2 separate regions of the Oryctolagus cuniculus genome follow, and region 2 is linked to region 1. Evidence: chromatin contacts called from public Micro-C data. All regions are on one chromosome and are shown on one strand. Each heading gives the region's core, a stretch centred on a gene start, on an enhancer-like site or on the middle of the called end of the contact. The rest is flanking DNA. Distances are from core to core; before and after follow the strand shown.

Region 1 (5,621 bases), core at 157-2,656:
AACAAGAAGGGCCTGGAGGTCACCACATGGCTAAAAAGACCTAACTGCCCTAATGCCTACATTTGGAGCCACTGAGCACAGGTTTCAGGACACCAAAACATGCTGGCGATCATTGAAAACCTTCCAGGTACTATATTTGTCATCTAGTTTTCTAGAAAGTACTGAAATAGGTACTATTTCCAGTTTACAGATGAGTTGACTCAGACTTGGGGAAATTAAAGAAAATCTCTCAAGGAAGTGGCATTCAGTAAATGCCATAGCTAGAATTTGAACCCAGCTCTCAACTCCAAAGTTTCTGCTTCTTCCAATACGGTAATCAGGGGTTCTCTAGGCAGGGTTCCTCAGCTAGGGGTAGTACCATTAGCTCTTGGGAATCTGTTAGAAATGCAAATTCTTGGGTCTCAACCCAGACCTTCTGAATCAGACTCTGGAAGTGGGGCCCGGGAATCTGATTTACCATGGCCACCAGGTGATGGAGATACAAACAAGTTAGGAACTAGCACACAAGATTTACCATGGCCACCAGGTGATGGAGATACAAACGAGTTAGGAACTAGCACACAAGATTGCCTTCAAGACGAGGATATTGTGCATGCCAGGTCGTATGATACCGAGCCAGACAGGCTCTGTCACACCAAGGAGCCCAAACACACTGAAGGAGCTTAAGGTGGACACAGGGCAGCCAGAGAACTGATTTTTCTGTCCCTCCCACTGTGCTAGTTTTTAAAGAGTAAGGCAGTGCTATCATGAGTAGCTAGGAATAGAGGAAAAGAATCACTTCAAAGCTTCATATTTGGTTGTTGACACTTTTTTTTTTTTCTAAAAAACCTATGCACTACATGGATTTGCTAGATTTCAGATGTGGAATATAAGGTTAGGTCATTTGCCCAGGGTCAAGTTACCATAGGTGAAAACTCCTAGTTTTCCAAAGGATTGCTTCTACACAAATCCCAAGGGTATAACTTTAGACATGGGCGCACACTGAAATGAACACAGGAAGGGAACGGGGAGGCCATCAACAGCCAGCTGGCGCCTCACCTCACTGGTAATTTTTCTACACTGCACACCTTTCGGGTGTCAGGTAAGAACTTAACATAGACAAGGGTACTTAACACTCATCAGAGCGCTCTAAAATGCCTCTCCAGGTGCATCTGCCATCACACATGCAAAAAGAGGCACAGGTGGAGCAGGACAACTCCCCTGGCCATCTATGGCAATGCTCCTGACTTGCAGACATTAGCAAATGATTAAAACCAGGAGCAACCACAATCTAACAGACCCAGCCCACAGCTGGTTCTCGAAACTTCCCAACTAACGCCGAAACTCACCCCACCCATTATGCCTCTGGGCCAGTGGGCAGGACTAAAATTCAGGAAGAACACTCAATGCCCAGACAAGTAAGTGTGTTGTTTTGTTTTTCCAAGCAGTGCTGAGCGAGGTTTAAACAAACAAGCACTCACACCTACAGCCGAGGAAGGGCGGGAAGCAGCAGCCAGGTCTGTGAACGTGAACACAGGACACTTGGGATCCAGACAGGACTAAATCGTCTCGCAGGAGAGCCCATTTCCCACGACTACTTTCTTTAGATGCTTAGTGAAGGGCTGTTCACGGGGTACTTGGGCAACTTTTGGCAAGCTGTTTTTTTAAAACAATAAAACCTCATTATGATTTGTGAACGTACAAAAAGAGAAGCATTTATAGACTGAAGTCTCCGTGTGGGGTATCACCATTACACTCCACCACACACGAGCATTTTGAAACAGGAAAACTGCCTAACACCTTCTTTTCTATGACCAGGGTGGGACAGCCAATTTCAAATAAAATTAAGCACTGCTCAGTCACACAAGGTTTTTCCTCTTCCTGTTTTCTACTTCTTTGGATAAAAAGATAGATCCTACATGGGATCAATCATTATTTGTCAAATCTTTCAAGATAATGCTTTTTAAAAGGAGGATTTTTAAATAATAAATCATGAGTCACCTTTCTTATTCCCCCCAAAATGCATGAAGCTCAAGTTGTAGCCCCACAGATTTCCAAGGGTTCATTATCTGTTTTTCTCCAAGGGTAGGCTATTAAAGGTAGTGAGGATTAAAAAAAAAAATCATTCCTAACTAATTAGCTCACTCTAGAGCTAAGTGCCAATTTTTGAAACATGTTCATGCTGTCTCAGGGAGTCAGTTACTAAACTGTCACGTTGTTAATGTTGAAAGCCTGTCAATCTTTTCTGGTCACCCATTAACCAACTAAGTTATCGCCCAAGTTTCATGGTTTGTACATAGTTTGAGATGCTAGAGCAAAGACCCCAGGAACATTTCCATAACACCTAACCACAGGATCACGTGGCCATAGAGTGAAGACTGGCTGGTGGGAAGGCTGGAAGGTATAGAGTCAAGGCATTCGAAACCACAACTAGACACAAAGGCAGGCCCAACTCTGCATCAATTATGCACACCAGTCTTTGTCCCGATTCTGGGCCTGTATCACCTCAGTAAGTTAGAACAGAACCATTATTTCCATCATAAATCCAACTCTCGACATAATAACAGCTCTCACAGTATTTGGGCTGGGGTAGAGCAGCAACACAAAATAAAGGAATGGAGATCACAGACCAGTCCATGGGCGCAAGAATTTCAATTCCAAATCTGTCATGGTTTGATCTGAAACTACTTGAGTCTACTTTCCTTCGCAAATGGAGATGCCACGATCTACCTCTTAAGGTTGTTCTGGAATACGACTGTGCTCAGTTCGCTCACATTTATTGGGTGAAGCATAACAGTAAATGCTGAGAATGACCATTGTAACCGTACAGAACGGCAACTTATTTCCCGTTTATCAGTTACATTTTGATGTCTCAAAAGGAACGTGAACCAACCCAATCAGATTCTTCCCCAGTCAGAACTCAGGCCCTTTGTCTAAAATCAACGCCTGTTAGTGAGTGACTGTCCCTCTCACAGTTTAACTTTACATTGTCCTTCTATCCAACTGGCAGGCACAAAAATTCCTCCCAACCTTCCACACATCCTGCAGAACAAAAGTACCCAGATCAGGTTCTTCTGGTTGGTTTCCCTTTGCTGCCAGCTCTCTGCTTTTTAAAGAAAAAAAAAAAAAAGCAGCAAAATGGCAATGCAGTCTTCACTCCCCAAATCCGGTTGCACTTCATTTTGTTCAGTAGCTTTTTCTCTGTGGACATTTCCCGGTATCCTATACCTACTTGTTCCTTCTGATGCATAAAAGGCCTCACCGGCCTCACTTTGACTGAAAGCAGAACACAACAAAGGTAAAAAAGGAGAAAGGTACGAAATTCTGAGGTGACAGAAAGTAAGCACCATACACCAAAACCTAGAAGACTGAGGAGATGAGAAAGAAGGGGGCATGGAGGGAGGAGTCTCTTTTCTTAGCTGTTTAATGGTTTCTTGGTAGAAACCAGTTTTACCTTGAAGATAGCTGTCAGAAGTCCAGTTAAAATTAGGGGATTAACATGAGACCACCGGTAACCTCACCATTGAGCAAGTCTACCAAATTAATATTTCCCTTGTCCATTACATAACCCACGGATTGATATAAAACAATAAGGTGGGGGCCGGTGCTGTGGCGTAGTGGGTTAATCCTCTGCCTGCGGCACCGGCATCCCATATGAGCGCTGGTTCTAGTCCTGGCTGCTCCTCTTCCCATCCAGCTCTCTGCTATGGCCTGGGAAAGCAGTGGAGGATGGCCCAAGTCCTTGGGCCCCTGCACCTGCATGGAAGACCCAGAAGAAGCTCCAGGCTCCTAACTTCAGATGGGTGCAGCTCTGGCTATTGTGGCCATTTGGGGAATGAACCAGCAGAGGGAAGACCTTTCTCTCTTTCTCTCCCTCTCACTGTCTGTAACTCTACCTCTCAAATAAATAAATAAATCTTAAAAAAAAAAAAAACAATAAGGTGAAACATTTTGTGTCCTCATTCCTGAGAACACTGCCCATCTACTTACATAACTGTTGGCTAATAGCAGTAACGGCAGAGCTGCCAGTAACACTATCATGACTGTAATAGCAACAAGACCTGTAATAATGGCAACCATCCACTTCCTGAGGCCCACTTACTCATCACTTTAACCTGGTAAGACATATTGTATTATTACCCCATTTCACAGATGAAGGATTTGAGGCTCAGGGAAGTTAAATAGCTTACTCAATCCCATGTGGCAGGACCAGGATTCAAACCTACATCCATATACAAATGGTTCCAACAACATGCTATGTTGAATATCTAAAATCTCAACGGAGAGCCAGCTCTGTGGCATAACAGGTAAAGCCATGACGCCGGTGCTGGCATCCCTAATAGGCGCCAGTTCAAGTCCCGGCTGCTCTACTTCTGATCCAGCTCTCTACTATGTCCTGGGAAAGCAGAAGATGGCCCAAGTGCTAGGCTCCTGCAACCACGTGGGAGACCCGGAAAAAACTCCAGGTTCCTGGCTTCAACCTGGAAGAAGCTCCAGGCTCCTGGCTTCAGATTTGCCCAGCTCCAGCTGTTGAGGACATTTGAGGAGTGAACCAGCAGATGGGAGACTTTCTCTCTGCCTCTGCCACTCCGTCTTTCAAATCAATCAATCTTGAAAATAATTATTATTTTTTTTTAAATTTCAACTCTGAAATGCTGTTTTAAAGGGCAGACTTTTTCTGATTCCTGGGAACTTTCTGGTAAATTATTTAATCATGTGGACATCTTCTTAGGGATGTTCACATTTTAAGACACAATTTGGGGGACTTTGTTGGTAACTGATGGTGACTGGTCTAATATTCTACATTCACATGTTTAGAACTTTCCTTCATAAAAAGTTGATTTTTTTAATTGGCTCTTGGGAAAGTTAGATGAAGTCAACAGTAATTGGTGAAGTGAGATTTCAACTCCCTGAAGACGTCACTGAGTTGCCATATCCCTGACTGCCTTCTATTAACATTTCCAGTGCACACACAGTACCTTGCTAAAAAGTGTTTGTGCAGCCTTACCACATACCAGCTGGTGCACCCTGAGCAGAGTGTGGGTCAGTATTACAAGGGGAGTACTGGGTGTGCAGACCAACTTTCTGACACAGAAAATATTTTTCCCAGCCTCCACTGCTTCATTAAGTGTGTCTTTGTGGGTGTGGCCATTCTCACAAGCAACGGCCAATGGGCTGCAGTGCAAGGCTGGTGTTGAGTTTATCCACCTTGCTTCCCCTCTCGTCTAGGAGGTTTTCAGACAGGAAGATAGGGTTGGTCAGGCCCATTGTTGCAAACATTTCAGAAATAAACCAAATTACAGGAAAATATTGTCTGGTAATTTCTTACTGGTCTCTTTCACATCATCAATGACTTATTTCTCCACCTCAACTTTGTCTATTTTATCCACTGAAGCATAATTTGCCTTTTAAAAGAAAATAAAAGGCTAAGAAGAAAAGTGGGCAAACAGGTCCTACTAACATCCTTTCCTGCTTTTATCTGTCACTCCCACAAGACAAACAGGCAGCCAGACACTGCACTCCTCCCTTTCCTAAAGGAAGGGCAGACAGAGGAGGGGCGGTGGCTATCAGTGCCATGTAACCTTGTCCCCTGAAGGTCAGGAACTCTTGACAAGGCTCACAAAGGAAAGGGTTTTGTGTGT
Region 2 (5,592 bases), core at 1,002-3,501, 170 kb after region 1:
GTTTCTATTTACAATCGTAGAAATACCTGGCACTTCCAAAACCCCGAATTTCCCATGCCAAATTGAATTCCCCAACACTACAAGAAAACCCAGCAACTGCAGAAAGGAAAGAAAGGCTAATCCAGTCAAAGGAAATCCTCCAGTTCCACAAAAGAAAACAAACAAATACCACAACCAGCACGGAAACATCTCTAGCTGAATAACACACTCGATCTTTAATAACTTCATGCTGAAGCCCTTAAAAAGTATTAAATTACACGTTCTATATTTCAATGCCTAAAATTACACAACTTAAAGCAGTTGAGTGAGCTTAGGACTTAAGTCAAACTTAAGGAAGCAAAAGGCCAGTGAAAACCATGTGTTTGAAAATGTCTGCAAAATAATAAATGCCTGAGGGAACTGGATGGCTTTTCTGCTTCTAAAATAAATAAAGCCCGGTAGAGGGGCGGGAAGAGGTGATTTGCAAAGATCCTAGTGAGGATAATCTATGTGATTACACAGAGCAAACCATCCAATCAATTCCACATGAACCAAGGAAAGTTAATCCAAGAACAGCAACAGTACTTGAAACGATGAGGGAAAACATACAGTGCTGACTTTTCACACACTGTCAGCGCTGAAGAACATGTCAGGTCACTCTAACTTGCCAGAACGAACCACTCCTGTCTGTGAAAATGGCTTGGATTGTGTTAACTAAAGGACAAGCAAGATGTTTCGTTCGGGCCTTTCAGATCCCCTCCCCGACTCCCAGAAGCCTCCCTACTTCCTGCACACCTTTCGGTTACTTTCTACACGCTGACTTCCTGCACACACACTACCTTCCTCCTTAAGGGTGAGTAAAGCTTCGGTCCCCAGTCAAACTCGAAGGTCAGAAAGAAGTCCGCAGTCCCCTGACCCTCTATAACACCACAATCAGCACAGGTCCCCTCAACAGGTTGGGCCGCGGTAGAATGATAAACAACTCCTGCGAGGTAACGCATCGCTGCCAGGACACAAGGCAGCAGGCTGAACGTGGCTGCTCCAGGAGAGGCTGCGGGCAGAGCCTCTCGGCTGACGTTCATCGCCGCTCCTAGCACGCAACAGGTCCACGCAGGCAGGCCCCCAGCGGCGGGCATCGGGGGCACCCACCTGCCCGCAGTTCCCCAGGCCCGGCTCTGCCCCTGCCCCCTTACGTCGCGTCCTCCAGAGGACCACGGCAGGCCGGCCCAGCTACAGCTCTCCTGAGCACAGCCCACCCGCGATAAGGCCTGGGAGCACATTCCTCCCCAGATGCCGAGATAGTGCGGCTCACCTGCGCCTGCCCGGGTCTCAAGGTCCTCTAGGACTTACTCGGCCAAAGGGGGGGCGCGCCCCGGCAAGGGGTCGGGGACATACCGGGGCGAAGAGGCCCGCCCCCGGGGACGAGATGTGGCGTTCGGTAGCCTCCGGCTAGCTGGAAACTGCCCCAACCACCAGGCTTCTCACCTGCCCGGACACAAGTGCCGGGTGTTAAGACCTAGACGAGTATCTAAGCTACTTGATAGCCCACCAAAACGTTTCTCCGATCGCACAGGCTCTAGTGACTACTCGGAAAACATCGTATAAAAACGGAAAAGAACTTTCACTGGGGGAAGGATGGGAGTAGAGACGCCAGGGGGGAAAGGAGCAGGTGAATGCAGCAGAGGGTTCCAGCACGCCCCGAGGGCAGGCCGGGGTCTGCAGGTGGGAGAGGGCGCTGGACGGGAGGAGAAGGGAGAGGAGCTACAAGGGCCGGCCGCGCTGCCCGCAGGTGAGGCCGGACACTCACCTCAGGCAGCTCGCGGAGCTGGTTGGCGTCCAGCAGCAGCTCCTCCAGGCTCCGGGCGTAGCGGTAGATCTCCTCGGGGACGTAGACCAGGGAGCAGTGGCGCTTGTCGATGGTCTCCACATGACGGTTGCACCGCCACAGGGGGATGCAGTGGAACATCGCCGCCCCCACCGCCGCCAGGTCCCGAGCCGCGCAGACCCGGGGGCTCCGAGCCCGCTCTACCCGGCGGCTCCGCTCCGCTCCGCCCGCTGCCCGCTCCGCGCTCGTTGTTGGCTCTCAGGCTCGCTCACTCCCCGCGCCGGGTTCCGCAGTACGAAACGCTCCAAGGAACCCTGGGCGGGCGCCCCTGTCGCGCCCCAGAGCCCCCGCCCGCCAGCCAGCCGGTGCGTCCCCTCCCACCCTCCAGTCGCCGCCGCAGCCGCCGCCACCGCGCGAAGCTTCCGACTCGCAGCCACCGCGCGCCTTGCGCATGCGCGCTGCGGGGTGCGCGCCGAGGGCGTCTCCCCTCCCGGGGATGCTCCGCTCCGGGTTTTCCTAGAGACCTGGGTCTGGAGGGGGTCGGGAAACCTGTAGGTCGGCCGCTGGGCTGTCCCCAGACTCCGGCCCGGACTTCGGGTAGCGTCGGGCTTTTTTGAGCCAGGGAGTCTCTGAAGGGGCTCAAGGCAAAGTTGAGGCGGCCTGAGGGGAGGAGGACAACTTTGATTTTTAGTTTCACTCAACTCGCTGTCTTCTCACCTCCCTTCCCCACAACTTTCTCTTCCGGGGTCAGAAAGGGGCACCCCATGCGGGCAGTGGGCGCCGCGAGGTGAGGCGGTCGGGTGGCTCACCTGCCGCTGAGGCACTCGTGTACTCGCGGCTCACAGCAGCCCCAGAGGGGCGAGCGGGCCACGTCCCCACCCGGGGCTCGGGCACCGCCTGCAGACTCCGCGGCCCGGGGAGCCGGTCTTCCGCAACCTTGGTTTTGTTCGTATACACAACACCAGGAAATCGCCCTGTCCATGCCACCAGGAGCGTGGGAGTCAGAGAGTGCGATTGTCCGCCAGGAGCCCACGTGCGGAAACGCGCCGCCGAAGCTGAGGCTGTGAGCCGAGGTCAGCCCAGCCGGACGTTGGCGCCTGGCGACTCGCCTGGGCTGGGGCGGAGGGAGAGGATGCCGAGTGAGCATCTTCCACCCGGCTTCTGCCTTTCTGCGATGACAGCCGTCCCTTACAAGGGCAATAGGCAGCCCTAGGAGTCGCTGGGGAGGACCTGGCAAGCTCGCTACTACCATTCTCTGGCCCCGGACCGGAACCCCGAACTGCCCTTATTCTGTAACCGTCTGCACCACAATCACCATCTCCGAATAACCAAACTCGCTTCTTCCCAAAGGGTTACCAGTCAAGGCCAGTCGCATGAATGCATGGTTTTGGGTGGGGGTGGGGAGGTCTCCTCCGACTCCCAGCCCGGCTAGCCCTTGTCCTAAAGTATACTCAAAGTTCCACCTGTGGCCCCTGCAGCGTCACCAGGCCGGCTCTCTCACACTCGCTCAGCCCCAGAGCTGCTATAGCTAAAATCTGGAGCCAGGGAATTCCCAATTCTGCAGAAGACTGAAAACGCCGAGCATGCTCAATGGCCAAGTTTGTCCTGAAACTAGTTTGCAAACTTTCCTGTCAGTTCGGCGATGGAGCGGTTTAGGAGGCAACGCTGAATCCTTTGGAATGTACTAGGAGCGTGCCTTTCTTCCCGACGGGTGAGGAGGGGTTCGGCTTTCCTTTCAACCCCACCGTTATCACCTCAAGTCTCATTCCAGTCAATCCCCAAGCTCCTGCTACCCTACCCACTTCACCCTCTCTTTTTGTCTGTCCTGATTTGATTCCTGCATTCTCAGGGAAGGCTACCTGGACTTTGAACCGCCACTCCTCCTCCCTCATTCTTGCATTCTGGAAACGTGTAAAGCCCTTTTTCTGCCACCTTTCTTGGAAAACTGGTTCCTAGCTGAGAGATGTCCAGAAAGATAAACAAGTCTTTTTTTTTTTCCAAGTTTTCCAACTGCTTTTAAATCAGGCTGACTTGCTCTGTTATCTAGTGTTGATTTCCAGAGACTGTCACACTAGATTATTTTAATAAATGCCAAAAGTTTTTTAAGGATATGTCTGGTCTTTTTAAAAAGTCCAACCTCAGACTGCATTCCCTGTGTGCCTCTCCAAGGTGCTAACACTTCTGTATTGTGATTATTTTTGTATCACCTTAGTCCCAAAGACACTGTGTGACTTGCTTTGTAGATCCAGGAAGCTGCCTACAGTGCCCTATGCTCACTAAATGACCCACAAAGTCTATAGAATTGACTGAGCAGTCAATGGAAGAATTCTTGACTTTCCTTGTTTCCGAGGATTAGAATTTGGGACAGTCTTGGCAAGAGAGAAAAAAAAAATGAAATCAACACTTGTCAAACATAGAATAAGAAATCAGTTAGGTCTGTCTTTTTTAAAAAAAAAAAGATTTATTTATTTATATAAAAAGCAGTTATAGAGGAGGAAGAGAGAGAGGTCTTCCATCTCCTTGTTCACTCCACAAATGGCTACAACGGCTGGAGCTGGCTGGAGCTGGGCCGATCCGAAGCCAGGAGCCAGGAGCTTCTTCTCACCCAAAGACTTAGGGCGTCTTCTACTGCTTTCCCAGTCCATAGCAAAGAGCTGGATCAGAAGTGGAGACTTGAACCAGTGCCCATATGGGATAGCACCACTGCAGGCAACTGCTTTACTCCCTAAGCCACAGCACTGGCCCCCACCAATTAGGTCTCTATTTACCTGAAGAGTTTGGAATTTCTTTTTTCCTGATATAATTTCTATATACAAATGAATCTGATTCAATAAGTATTAGAAGTCCATCTAGGGGGCAGCTCTGTGGCACCTCCACCTGCAGTGCCGGCATCCCATATGGGTACCAGTTCAAGTCCCATGCTGCTTCCTCTTCTGATCTAGCTTGCTGCTGTGGCCTGGGAAAGCAGTGAAAGATGGCCCAAGAGCTTGGGTCCCTGCGCCCATGTGGGAGACCCAGAGGAAGATCCTGGCTCCTAGCTTCGGATCAGCCCAGCTCCAGTCTTTGTAGCCATTCGGGGAGTAAACCAGCAGATGGAAGACCTTTCTCTCTGTTTCTCCTTCTCTCTCTCTGTAACTCTGCCTCTTAAATAAATAAATGAATCTTTAAAAAAAAAAGTTCATCTAAATCAGTTTCTTGTTGGATTAATGTAATTCATTCATTCATTTTCACTGTGAACCATATTTTCACAGCCTTTGAGGATAAAGAGATCTGTGTTTTAATTCTGGCCATGCCACATAATAGCTTTGTAGAATTGAACAGGTTACTTTTTTTTTTTTAAGATGTATTTATTTATTTGAAAGGCACAGTTACAGAGAGACAGAGGCAGAGAAAGAAATCTTCCATCCACTGGTTTACTCCCCAAATGGCCACAAAGGCCAGAGTTGGGCCCATCCAAACCCGAGCCAGGAACTTCTTCCAGGTCTCCTACACGGGTGCAGGGGCCCAAGCATTTGGGCCATCCTTTACTGCTCTCCTAGACCATAGCAGAGAGCTGGACTGGAAGTGGAGCAGCCACAGGTCTCAAACCTTCACCCATATGAGATGCCCTCACTGCAGGCAGCAGCTTCCCCTGCTGTGCCACAGTGCCGGCCTTAGGTTACTTTTATAAGCTTCAGTTTTATTGTCTCTCTAGTGAGGACAGTGGCTCATGGGATTGTTGTCAGGGTTAAATGAAATTATATATGTATAATTATGTGTCATATATATATATATATAATGGCAATATC

The links. Hi-C and Micro-C count contacts between places; a contact is called where the count stands out from the background.
Region 2: a contact with region 1 is called in a Micro-C map of ear pinna, with 4 times the contacts expected there. The contact joins the promoter of LRRC1 here to the enhancer-like site in region 1. A contact is called at or near these places in 2 of 6 Hi-C or Micro-C datasets (ear pinna and embryonic fibroblasts).

Annotation. Positions count from the first base shown.
Region 1 is chr5:115,696,940-115,702,560 of mOryCun1.1, forward strand. No RefSeq gene overlaps it. Among named protein-coding and RNA genes, the nearest start is that of MLIP, 110 kb to the left of the region's middle. Within about 2 kb of position 1,407, at least 2 of the 8 cell types and tissues checked have an H3K27ac peak or open chromatin away from gene starts, as enhancers often do. A contact at or near this core is called in ear pinna, where this site is marked.
Region 2 is chr5:115,867,674-115,873,265 of mOryCun1.1, forward strand. It overlaps LRRC1 (leucine rich repeat containing 1), which reads right to left and starts at 2,252. Exons shown (of 14, transcript XM_051855609.2): 1 at 1,787-2,252. The coding sequence starts at 1,945. LOC108177436 (a long non-coding RNA gene) reads left to right here and starts at 2,277. Exons shown (of 3, transcript XR_007923262.2): 1 at 2,277-3,515.